Linked DNA regions of Anas platyrhynchos: region 1 is linked to region 2. The links are chromatin contacts, called in public Hi-C maps. All regions are on one chromosome and are shown on one strand. The core of a region is the stretch at or near the end of the contact, and the rest is flanking DNA. Distances in the headings are between cores, read along the strand shown.

Region 1 (6,540 bases), core at 3,443-5,942, 140 kb before region 2:
TTAGGCATTATTTTGCTATCACTAGTAAACATTTTGCATGATTTAGCTTAAGCTTTATTAATAGCGTCAAAAAGATAGATGGCCATTAGATCAATTTAAAACAACCTTCAATTCTTTAATATTACAGAAACATGAATATAGTAGATAGGTCATTTCATCTCAGCTCTTCTTTTAAAATTTTTTGTGGATGGCACCTTAAATCCTGCTCTCTCATTATACTTGTATACTTCAGATAGTTCCTTTGGCCACAAGAAATGCATCACCCTGTGCTAAACAGAATTCCCATGAGAGCATGAACACAGCATTACTGCTTGGTATGGCTGTGCATGTCAAGCATACCTCTTATTAAGATTAGGAAGGACAGAATTCATTAAAGTCTTGTAGCACTGCAAGTATCCACTGCCCATTTTAAGACTACAAAAGGATGGAAAAAAGAACATGAACAAAACAGCCCAGTCCAAAGTAGTTTTCCTAAGCATGTTTCCTGCAGTTTTTCCAGGTGGCATTTGACTGCATGGAGATATGCTACTACCTTGCACACCTTGCTTCTTTAAATGAGGGTGGGTTTTTGTTTTTTGTTTTTGGTTGGTTGTGGGTTTTTTTGATAGTTTAGAGAATCTGCTCATCTTTTGGCCTCGTGCACTTCCAGTTCCCATCAGATTCCATGTAAGATCTGGTATTTAAGGCAGTGCTCATCCGCCCTGCTATCACAAGAATGTTTTACTTCTTTGTAATCTGCTATTTTAATCATTTTAAGACTGAAGAATTGTTTTGTTCAAGTTTGACAGAAAGGAAGAAGTGTTACAGATAATGTTTTCCTGTAAGCTTTATGAAAATAGGAAGCTGAAAAGAGAAGAGAAACCTAGATTAGATGCAGAGCCCACCAAAAGGGCCAGCATTACCTCAATATCCTAAAATAGAGGCTCTGCATAAAATGCTGCAGTCATGGAAAACTGTTACACACACCGTTAACAACAGTTACCACACACAGGGTAATTCTATTACAAGAGAGAGCCATATGATACCAGGTTTCACAAATTAAACGTCTCAGCTTTTTTTCCTCAGGTAAAGGAATACCCACATCCTTTAACTCTTTTCCTATAACTGAAACTGTTCCAGTCCCAGGAAAGGGGAAACCTAATTCCTTCAAACTGTCGTATGAAGAGAACATATATGACAACGTGCATCTCTGGCTAAAACCCACAGAAATATACCTGCTTTTGCTGCCCAGCTCCTCCAAGGTTCCTCCGCAATCCTGCAGCTTAACTGAAGTTTCTAGCACAGATTCTGCAAGAATGAGATTGTCTTCAAAAAAGCCTGCACTGAAATTTAATAGCTTGAAATCTGATTTATGAGGAGCAAGGAAAGGGTCAACGCAGGGAGCGGGGGGAAAGAAAGCTGAGCATTTGTCTTGCTGCATAGTCTTAGAAAAGCTGCAGAAACAAAGACTAGAGCTTTTCCTTTCTACGCAAAGTGCTGCTGTGTCCTTCACTTACCAGTCTGCTCTCCAAATGCCAAAAGAGATCTTCGTTTCCACCCTTTCTCTCCCTCACCTCTCCCCCCTTTTTTAAAATGGTAAAGAGTAAGAAGATAAATACCAAGGCTGTACAAAGATCTACTTGAAGAGAAATCCAGCTGGATTCCTCAAGAAATTGTTACCTTTAATTGCATTTTTACATTAAAAAAAAAAAAATAAGGAAGTTTGGAGCGGTTTTTGAGCATTTTGGTTCTAACTGGAATCTTTTCAGCAACTCATTTGCTCTTGAGAACCACCCCAAGAGGTGTAAACAACCACTGTTTTAAGTATCACAAAAGTCAGCGATTCTAAAAATCAAGTAATTGCTATTATCATTACTAGTTCCAGTACTACTTCCCACCCCACCCCCAAAAAAAATTTAAACACTTGCTGTTTGTAGTAGGCTATCAGACCAGTTCAGAGCTTTACTGAGGTTTTAATTTCAAAGCCTGAAGTTATAGATGGCAGAGGGTTTCTCAGCTTGTCTGGGTAAATTTTTGTAGAAAACAGTACTGCAGAAATACCACAACACGACAATATCTAGGGACTCAGGCAAGAGCAGAGGTCTCTGGAACAGGACTCCCCACCCAAACTCAAAAAGGTTTCGAAGCAGCAAGTTCAGACCTTTAAACTGGATCCAGCCTAGTGAGTTTAGACCTGCCTCATGTCAGGAGAGCCTGCACTGATACAGTATAATTCACTGCTTAAAACCCTGAGGATACAGTTAACCCCCCCCCCCCTTTTTTTAAAAAAAAAACAAACAAACAAACAAAAAAAAACCCACTGAGTATTACATGGATTTTTATTACTCAGCAATAATAAGAAAGTGAAAATATTTGTTAAGCTTCACTTCTGTAATGCCTTCTATCAAAAAATATTCCAAGAAACCGCTGCTGCAACTCAGCCAAATACCAAAATCACTAGAAGTTGCAACATGCAGTAGTTTTACATATGCTGTACATGGTAATGAATAAAAACCATGGGACGCTCAAATATAAGCTGATACAATAAGCATTTAAGTTGGTACCTGTCATACCAAGCCTGTCATACTGTCATGATGTTCTTAAATGTACGCTAGAAGGAAAAATAAAAATAAAAACAAGGGGGGAAATTTTTCCCCCCAAAGTTCATGTAAATACCATCTTTACAAGATATCATTCAAAGTTTATTACTTCCTTCAGATGTGGGCATACTAAAACATCAACCCTTTAAGCAGGAACAAGCAACCCTGTTGCACATATACCATTCTAGACACATCTGTGGGAACTGAAAAAAATGAAAAAAACGATTAGCCTTCCTGCTAGTAAAGAACTCCACTTGAGCTAAACTCAAACATGTATAAAGAAAAAAAAAAAAAAGCTGTCTTCTCCTACAAGAAAAAACTTTATTGGGCAAACTGCCTGCAGACTTGTTTTATTTCTTTGAAGTGCTACAAGTCTGGAAGTGTTTTGCCTACAATCCCAACTAGTTTTGCATCCAAGGGCTACAAACAAAACCTGTTTGATACGCTAGCACAACAAGTCTGATTACTACTCATTTTTCCCATGAATGGCCAAGGTCCCAGCTCCAGCCTCCCAGAAAGGCTGATTAATCAGGAATCACCAACAAATCCCCCCACATGTCCCAAGTCTGTGCGACTCTAAACTTGGGAGAGCAGGTCGCCTTCAAAGCCACTCTGCCATCAACAGGGCTGCACAGCACAGACAAAGAATTGTTTCAATAGAACCAAGTGACATCTCATCCCATAAGCCACATATATAAGCAAATCTGATCCTCCTGAATCAGAAAAGAAAGAGGAAAGTTTGATTATTAGGCCCAGACCACTTGAGATAGTTTCCAAGAGCACATCTGGGCTGGGTTCTGGAAGAGGCCACTCACCACAAAGTGCTATGATGAACTAACAAAAGCAGCACTGTACCAATGAACACTCAAGAACTGAAACAGCATTTTTGAAGTTACTCCATGAGAAAAATAAACCACCTACAGACACAGAAAACTGCAAACATTTATGATAAAGACAGACCAACTATTCTTTTCTGAAAGATAAGCAGATTATTTCTATTAACAAAAAATTCCCAACATGCAAAACAGCAACACTCTCCTCAAGGAGAACAATCTCCTCCAATACAAGCGAGGAAGGAACTTATTTAAGACCTCCACGTTAGGCCACCCAACCCCCCACGTTGCAGTCACACAGGGACAAAAATGATATAGAGAATGGCAATTTTATAAAATGGCTACTAATAAAGGCAACCACAGAAGTAACAAGGAGTAACAGATAGTCGAGCACTGAGCTATGAAGATACTTGAGGCTGCTTGGTGTTTCAAAAGTTATTAGTAGGAACTGAAAATATTTATAGAGATTCAGCATCCCTCACACAGACTGCATTTACACTGGTCATCTTTAAAAGTGTTGTAATAATACAGTAAAAAGACTAACAACACGTATCGCCAACTGAGTAATTTCATTAGCAGTAAACTTTCCCCCAAATTAAGTATATTTGTAATATGTACAATAATACGCTTCTTAATATAATAGCCAACAAGAGGTTTCAGAATACATGTAGAGTTGTGTTGTGTTTGTTCGCTTTTAAAAGGTATTTGTGGTTGTTTTTTTTTGTTTGTTTTTTTGTAGAATAAACCAAGTTTAGAACAGAAAACACACCTATTATCTTCAATGTCAAGTCTGGGTACAACCACTGTGCTAAGATGCTATCGTGTTTTAAGTGGCACAAAGTAGTTTTACCCCTAAAATCTTACTCAGCACCACGAGCTTCTGACCTTGCTTAGCACTCTGTTCTAACTGCAACAATAACCTCAGCTACAGTCAAAAAAAAAAAAAAAAAAGCAGGAACATTAACAGATCACAGTGTGATCACCACACTCAAGTTTCCATGCCAGCTTCTTTGACATCAAAACTCACCAGCACCAATGCACCAACACCCTTGGCATTTTACATTACGCCATACCACAGAAATTGTTTCATCAGCTCTTTAGGCATCAGACAAATTTTGCTTAAGCAGCAAGGATTATCCCCTTGCCACTAGACAGTACAGGCTTAGAGAATTTTAATTTGTGTGCTGTAAAAACAATCACCATGCAAAGTACTGAGCTGAACTGAGACGTGTGTGCAGCCACACAGCTAAGGATGTCTTTCCTCTGACAGGAGCCAGCTGACGACCACAGAAACCACTGCGCTGACTCAAACCAGAGGCCCGCACATTCCGGCACCATCCCCTACATCGTCACTATGTGCTATGTAAGAACAGCACACAAATCTGGCCAGTGTATTACATGTTTCTAAATGTATTTAATATAAAATAGTATATTCAAGTTGAATTCAAAGAGGTGAATTGCTATGAAATTATACCAAAGACTTAAGAATTAAACATTTAAGTAACACTCTTGGAATTGAAGTAGACTCTCCCAAGTTTCCGCAGCCTCACTAGGAGCTGATCTTTTTCCTCAGGTCAGTCTTGAAAATAGAAGAAGACTACATTTGTAAAGGAAAACCCAAATTTAACCTGAAAGCAGGCAACAAGCATTTTTTCCTGTTTTTGAAGCCATCCTTATTAAAAAGGATTTCAGCAAAGTAACAGCCAAGTGTGTAAGTATTCTACCCAGGTCAGGGTCAACTAGACATAGAGAAGTTAAAGGCCATTTTTGAGCACTTCAGGGATAAAAGCCTGCCCATAACCTCAACGAAGGATTTCTACAACTTCTGTCAAATGAAATGAAATGCACTTCTCTTGTAGCCAGCTCCTGTTTGCCTGGAGGAACTGGAGAGCTGGACTCAGTGATCCTCATGGGTCCCTTCCAACTCTGGATATTCTATGATTTTCTGAAGCGGTGACACTGACCACCTGTAGTGCTTACTATGCCAAGGCAGATGACTTGACCCTGAGGTGCAATAGTACTAACAGCTTAATTTTTAGCTGTTTTAGGACGGAGCAAACCTATTAAGATTACAATTTTTAGTGACTAACAAATATTTGCAATTTAAACTACACAGAACCACCACTGGCCCCTTTGGAATTATAATCGCTGGTATTATAATTGAGCTGGTTTTAAATCAAAAGTCTACACTAAATACAGGTCTTTTCTTCCACAAAGCAGGGAATCAAACTGATACCAATGCATTCAAATATTAGCGCTGCAGAGCTGTGTTTGCTATCCACAGTAACAGAAGCCTTTATGGCTGTTACCACTAGTGCCACATTGTATGTCTTACAAGCAACTTTCCTGCATTAAATACATGTCTTCACTAAGTTTCAGTCACTTTTTCTGTTGAAAACTACAGGAGTTAAAGAGGCTGCACAAATGCCATCAAAATTCTGGTCTGGAAATGACAGAACTCACTGTTAGTTACATATAACAAGACGATCATAAAATACTGGAACTGCTTCTGTTTATTTGCTAAAATGCAAAACTGCAGTTCTGCAGTATATTCTAAAGTGTACTTCGCTGTTACCACTTTCTGTTGTGCTGTTTCTCCCACTGGGAATTGCTAGCAGAAAAAAAAAAAGTATGATCAAAAGTTGGACAATTTGCTCAGGAAAAGCCACCACCTCTCCACAATTTACCTCCACCCTCTGCCCCAAGAACAGCATTTATTTGATCTAGAAGTTACTGACAGAACATTCATAAGGAAAACAAAACAAAACACACAGTTCTTTTAAACTGCCATAGTTCTAAAGGTTTTGTCCTTTGCTACTGAAGTACAAAAAGAATGTTATAGAAGTTAACTCCTGCTGCCTCTTCCTTACAGCATCCTCCTCAGCATGGATAAATTTCATTCTTCCATTCTATGTCACTGCCCACAACTTTTTTCTTTTTAAACAATCCCTTTCACTGCTCAAGCAATTGGGACTGTATTCATAGTACTTTGATATCTCCACAGGCAGTGCCTGAAAGAAAACGGGTGCAACAGTCAAGTACCCTGTGTCAACAGCCACATACACTGTAGAGAATTGAAAAAATAAGTTTTGAACTTACATGCTTTTTGTTTGCTTTGTTGTTGTTGT
Region 2 (6,541 bases), core at 3,792-6,291:
GGTCTTCATCAATTTTTCAGATTAATTTTTGATTTCTAATCCTGTTCTCTAGCACATCCACAGTATTTCCTAGCCTGGTGCAAACTTCAAGAACTTCAAGTTTAATACCCTTATGATGATGTGGTCTGGGACAAACATGCTGCTCAGGATGTCTTCCATATCGGAACTTGGAAGATCCAGGCCGGACTGCCAGTCCACAAAATCATTTAGAGGTCTGGGAAAGACCACAAATATAATTCTGGAGTATGTATTGAGGCTCACTGGGTAATGAGGTCTGTTCAGCAGGAAGCAGTGGGTAGGATCCAGTTCTGCTCGGATAGCTGTATGATGGATACTGGCCATGCTAGGAATCATGACAGGGCACCTCACCTGGTCCATGAGAGCTCCAGGAGAATTTTTATGGAGTTCCTCCCAGGAATTCAGGGAACACCACATACCCAAAAGTTGATAAAGTCAGTCCATCTTGGACTGACACAGTAAATGTATGTCATTCTGCCCTGTATTATTCATAAGTGACCCTGGTACCAGCTAGAAGTGTGTGTGTATGGCTTCTCTAGTTATGTTTGGTGAATGCACTTGGAAACTAACACAATACAGGTCAGTGTAAGGCCAGAGGCTGCCCAGGTACCCAGAGACTTCTAAGGACTGTCAGTGGCATGGAGGCACTTGTCTTCTGCCCTACCTCGAGGAGAAGGGATGGGACATCACCTCTGGTGCAGAAAGTCATAGTGTATGTTTCACAGGGATTCAGTGTTCCACAACAGTGCCTCCAGATTCAGAGTACAGGCAATTGTTTTGGATTCTCTCTAAAGGGTTTTCTGAGTCATTACAAAAATTATGAGTTCATCTATTCCTCTCTCTTTTTACCTTCCTCTCTCTCTTGACTTTCTCTTTTCCTTTTTCTTACAACTTCTTTCTTTATTTTGACAATTTGGGATTTGATTTAGATCCAGGTTAAGATAATTTGATGTAGCAACATGAACTGTCTAGAAAGATATTTCAGCTCATCTTAAAATAAACAGCTTCATTTGGTCAGCTGAATAGTTTTTCAGGCTCCATATCCTGAATTTGCTAACTTTCCATTGACTACACTTGGAATTTAGAGACCCAGTTTACATTTAGACGACTATGTTGAGGTATTTTAATCTGAAAATTGATCCTACTCCTTTTGCAATGACTCTTTGTTGTAGGTGAGGTCATTATGTAAACTGACTACTTTGAAGATTACCATTATCTTCTCCAGGTAAAATGAATACACTTCATCCAGATTAGTCTGTTGGCTTTCAACTGTCTGGGCTGCCTTGTTCAAGTGTGGTCTTTAATTACACGTTTGTTTTATTTTCCCACCATCATCACAACTACTATATAAACAAAGGTATTTTCTCCTGAGGGATACCCGTACCAGCAGAGACTAGTTTTCCACAGCTTGTCTATAATTGTCTTCCTAGCTTCCTACTTCCAGTTTTTATCAGAAGAGTCTATATCTCAACGTCTTCATTTCTGTAATGGAAAATATAATTCCTCTCATTCATAATTATAACTTTTTTAAAAAATATAATTTGATAGGAAGAAAGACAAATTTGCATACTTTTTAATTTAACTGGCCTCTTTTAATTCCTCACAGAAAACTCCTTCCTGCTTAAAGACATCTTTAAATCAAGCAGCTTCAGTGCTAGTTTAAGCATGACAGAGTCTTCCCCAGCAACTTCTGAACCAAAACATTTGCAGCCTTTACTCTTCATATTATTTTTTTCTATGGTAAATTTTACAGTGGTCCACCTGCCTGCCCATAGTGATAAGACACGTCCATGTCTCTTTCCTTGCCAATATTCACTTCTGTCTCATTCAGGAGAAGATGTTGGAATCTCCTTCCACAGCTGTAGTCACCATACGTGCAGTGTATGCACGTGGTTTAGGGACATTAAGAGGGTCAGATGTGGATATGGTGTTCTGGTTGCATCACACATTTATATTTTTTGCCCGTCATGGAGACAGAGGAATTTGGAGCTAAATCTCCAGTCTTTGTTTATGATCCTTGTTTTGATGACTGACTACATAATTCAGATTTATCAGACTGGGAAGACCACAAATTGTGAGTTAAGTCCCAGTACTATTAACTGGAGTTGTCTACTTTTTTCAGCAAAGTATTGCAGGAGAAAGAATACAAAAGAGAAGGCAGCAGACTCTGCTGATGTGCTGCAGAGGTGCTATTGTTCTGGCACAAGTTTTTGTTTTATTTTTGGCTGTTCACTGAATTCATCCTTTTGCACTTCAGATTATGCAACACAGAAAAAATAAGAAAACCGACATTCTTCTACTCTAATACCTGTGTAAGATTTTAATCCCCAAATTTCTATTTATAAAACTGAACACAGCTTAATCAAAAAAAAAAAAAAAAAAAAAAAAGGAGACTGCATCTACTTAGATAAAAAAAATGTGAAAAACTATTTCAGCTACTTTGACTAAGAAACTACTCAAACTAGGAACTTCTCAACACTTAAAACTTACAAATTTTAAAAAATATAAAAATGAACTCTTTGTCCTGGATATTTCTTAAAAAACATAAAGTAAGTCAAGAATGATTTTAACTGTCCTGTTGGCTCATTACAATCTATGAATTTGCAATTTTTTGATTGCTGGTTCTAGTTTCCTCATGGCATCCTCTACAGCAGATTTCGGCTGCATTGCTGACAGCAATCAGGGTTTTACAACATCTCCCCCACGTACAGGGTACCACATTCCCATGTCCCTCATCCTTGTGCCATGGTAGTGACCATGCATGAAGCTGGTGCTGTTTATTTAGAAGTCAAACATCCCAGGTGGAAACTATGGGGAAAGGCAGAAGACTGTACAATCATGAGGAGAAGACATGGAGGCAAAGTCCATATAGACCAGTCTGGCCCTGTTTTCACTGCACTGAAAGTCAGCATCACAGTGCATGCAGGGATGCTGGCTGGCTGTTTAGTTCCAGTGCCACGTGCAGAAGGGTTTACCCTTAGAGAGGGGCTGCATCAGAAGTTGTCTGCAGTGAGGAGTACCAATAGTGCTGCTCACTGACTCCTCGCTGCAGATGACTTCTGATGCAGCCCCACTCTGAGGCAGCTTGGGCCTCTATTTTTGTCCCTTTTCATTTGCTAGCAAAGTCATGAACACAAGATTATTTCTTCAGATGTCAGCAATACCCAGTGATTATTCCCCTGCTCACTTATAACTGTTTAGTAGCTGAATCACTTCCCAGCCAGCAATTGTGAGCTCAGAGATGGAGGCATCTGTTCACACAAACCGAGGTGTGGGAACAAATTAACTCTAGGTTGGAAAGAGGTGAGGGGGAAGGGGAAGACACAATTTAAACACAAGTATCTTAAGCCCTAAGGCAGGCAAGACAGCCCAGCAAAATGCCACACACTGCCCTGCAATGTTATTTGAGAGGGACTTCTCAAAATCACACAGGAGAGGTTTTTGAAATTACTAATTAAAAAAATCATGAACAAAGGCAAAGCTGCACAGTTGTACCTTATTGTCTCTTGCCAGTCCAATTCAGATTATCACACAGTAGCTTCATCTAAATGGCTTACCAAATTCTGTCACTATGCTTGGAAATATGATTTGATTGTTCTGGTGCAATAAAGCTTTCAATGGTTTGAGATGATTAAGGACTCATCAGTATGGATTTTCTGGGTTCTGCTGGCTGAGATGCCCCTGAGCCTCTGAGTTACTAAACAGGAAGCCCTGTTGTTTTTAGGTTTGTTTGTTTGTTTGTTTGTTTGTTTTTCCTTTTTTTTTTTTCTTTCTATTTCTTTTGCTCTCTTGTATGGCTACTCGCTGTATTTCCTAAATGCAACAGACTGCCTCTCAGCATCCGAGCTGGCTTCCCACCCCTCTTTCTCTGATGGAAGCCTATTCAAGAACAGTCTTCACAAGCTTTGCCCAAGGCTGTTATGTGGTCTGATAAAAGCCTCATGGACAAACACACAATCAACCATTTAAGCATCTTTTCCTGGGGAATACTCTGCATTCCCGATGGCAATTTTCCTGAGGTTAATTAGAATATGTCTAATCTTCATTGTATTTCCATCACCACCGCTTCCCTACAAGCTGTTTTAAAGCAACACAGATCTTTACAGATCTTACCTCTGACAGGGACAGCTTTAGACTTGGCAAAGGATGGGCAGGGAGGGGAAGGGAGGAGCAAAGAGGAGACAGGATAATGGTTAAGCCTGAGGCAGAAGCAACAGTGAGCATTTGTAGCCATGCAGAATTCAACCAGGAGCCCCTCTATTGAAGCCCTTCACACAAAATCTCTCTCACAGAATAACGCATACCCCTGTAACACCCTCCTGGGTGCCCTACAGCCAATGCTAGATAACAGAAAGAAACAAGCCTCCCAGCAAACAACCCCCAAGTCCTAGCATAACTTTTAAATAAAACAGAAAGGCCTCAAAATCAGATTTATTTATTTATTTATTTATTTATTTATTTATTGTGACCTTTTTCTTGCAACATGCCTGATCTGGACAGCCTCAGGCCTTTTTTTTTTTTTTTTTTCAGAAAAGTCTCCCCATGACTGTTGTCAGTGTGTAATTGCCTTCAGCAGCGGATATATGTCAGCATTCCTGCAGTCTTTTATATCTATGCATTAGTTTCAGGATCTCTGTATGGACAGTTAATGATCTCATGCAACAGAGTATAATGTCTCTGAATCCACAGGAACTATAAAACACGGACATTTTGCAATGTGGTTTGGGCTTAGGTTGGTACATGTGGTGCTTTGGGTCTGTATTTGGTTAGGTTTGCTGTCCTCCAGACACCAAGAGTCAGAGGAAACTGCTGTGCTTGCTGGCATGCGCATGCTGTGATGCAATTAACAGTTACCACCTTTTTCCTTTGAGGTTAAGAGCTAGAAGCAACAAATTAAATGTTGCCTCACTGCTGTCTTTGCTAAAACCACAGGAAGACTTGCACACGTGGTTGACTCTGAACAAATTTTCACAGCAGTTCCCAAAAAAACAAGGGGGAAGAGCCAGGGACTCTTTGTCCAGATAAGGAAACAGATGAGTCGAGAAAAGGCACAAGCAAGGCTGCTGCCCTTTATAGGGAAGAGAATAGAGCCCAAGGCCACTTGGATGCAAGGGGAAGATGTAGTGGCAGCACTGAGTACCTTCTTTCAGAAAAACCTCCAGAGGACATTCATTTTCAGCCCATGCTTCAAAGCAAGATAGCACAGCTGTAGGGTTTGACTTCAGAGTGACAGCTCTGTGAAGGATGAGTATTTGGTGTGCATTAGAACTGGAGACAAAAAGTTACTGTGACTTACTGTCCTCATTCTTATATAATTGGCTTATGAGTAGAATGAACAAAAGCATAAGAAAACAAAATCTGTCTTCCCTCACCCAGACTCTCAGTAGGCTGTACCTTCAGTATCAGTACAAATGCCTCTTTCCCTGGCTGATAGCTTTAAAAATCATAGGTAAATTATAGTTTTTGAGAGCTCCACCTTTCCAGAAAAATTGGATGATATTGGCCAGACAATGAAAAGGTGATGGGCAGAATCACTGGTCAACCTGTGGCCCCATCTCCACAGAAAACTAGGCTAGAGATCTCTTTTGCACAATGCAGGTATTCAGGCATGCTCCAAAACTCAGTCAGAGCATCTGCAAGATCAAACCTGAATTTCAGTTTTATCCTTCGCATTGGCTCAGAGCTGCAGACAGACTATTTCCGACACCCAGATACAGGGTGTCTCAGGAGTTTTGTGAACTAGAGAGATAGGGCTTGAAACCACATCATACAGGAGAGGACTTTGCAGACAGGCAGCTCTGGACTCACATCAGCTGCTGCTCTGAGGTCAGGCAGAGAGCTGAAGTCAAGGGAGAAAGGGTAAATTTTTTGCAGACTTTTTGCCAGAGTCAAAAATGTAGGTAGGGATTTCATAGAGAACTGGTATTATCATAAGCAAAACATAATGATTTTACTGGCACCTAGATGCTTAGGTGTTTATTCATCTCCTGCTCTTCATAAAGTTAATTAAAAGATCTCAGGATAAATAGTTTGGTTATTTGTTGTAGAGCTGGCTATTTATGTGACAATTACCCTCACTATTCATACTCAGCTGATTAATCTCTAGAAGAAGCTGAGGCCCTGTGTGAATTGATAACCTCAGCTCCTCATGCTGGTTGGGGAACTCGTCAGCCCAAAATGTCCCTCCCCAGCATCCAGCAATCGCCAGGTGAAGAAAGGAAAATGGGTTTAGAGAAAGAGAAAGTCAAGGACTTGGTAGACCTCACAAATCTTTTTCATCAGGAAAAGAAAAATTGCAGTCTCCCCTTGTTATCTTAGGAAAGGTTAACAGTTAATGATGGCGAGGCAGTTTGTGCTGATAAGCAGAGCTGGAACAGTACAGCACAGTCAAAAGAGCAACAAAATCTTTATCGGTTCTCAGGAAGCCTGTTGTTTGTGAGATTGTTTTAAAACAAAATTATATCAGAAAAGTGAACGGGAGAGTTTGGGAGCTAATGCCAAAACAGAATATAAGACAACTTCC

What was found. Hi-C and Micro-C count contacts between places; a contact is called where the count stands out from the background.
Region 1: a contact with region 2 is called in a Hi-C map of F1 follicle, with 2.2 times the contacts expected there. The contact joins two enhancer-like sites. A contact is called at or near these places in 2 of 8 Hi-C or Micro-C datasets (F1 follicle and small yellow follicle).

Annotation. Positions count from the first base shown.
Region 1 is chr3:52,229,178-52,235,717 of IASCAAS_PekinDuck_T2T, reverse strand. All of the region lies in intron 2 of STXBP5 (syntaxin binding protein 5), which reads right to left. Among named protein-coding and RNA genes, the nearest start is that of STXBP5, 16 kb to the right of the region's middle. Within about 2 kb of position 4,692, at least 6 of the 8 cell types and tissues checked have an H3K27ac peak or open chromatin away from gene starts, as enhancers often do. A contact at or near this core is called in F1 follicle, where this site is marked.
Region 2 is chr3:52,091,546-52,098,086 of IASCAAS_PekinDuck_T2T, reverse strand. No RefSeq gene overlaps it. Among named protein-coding and RNA genes, the nearest start is that of STXBP5, 120 kb to the left of the region's middle. Within about 2 kb of position 5,041, at least 4 of the 8 cell types and tissues checked have an H3K27ac peak or open chromatin away from gene starts, as enhancers often do. A contact at or near this core is called in F1 follicle, where this site is marked.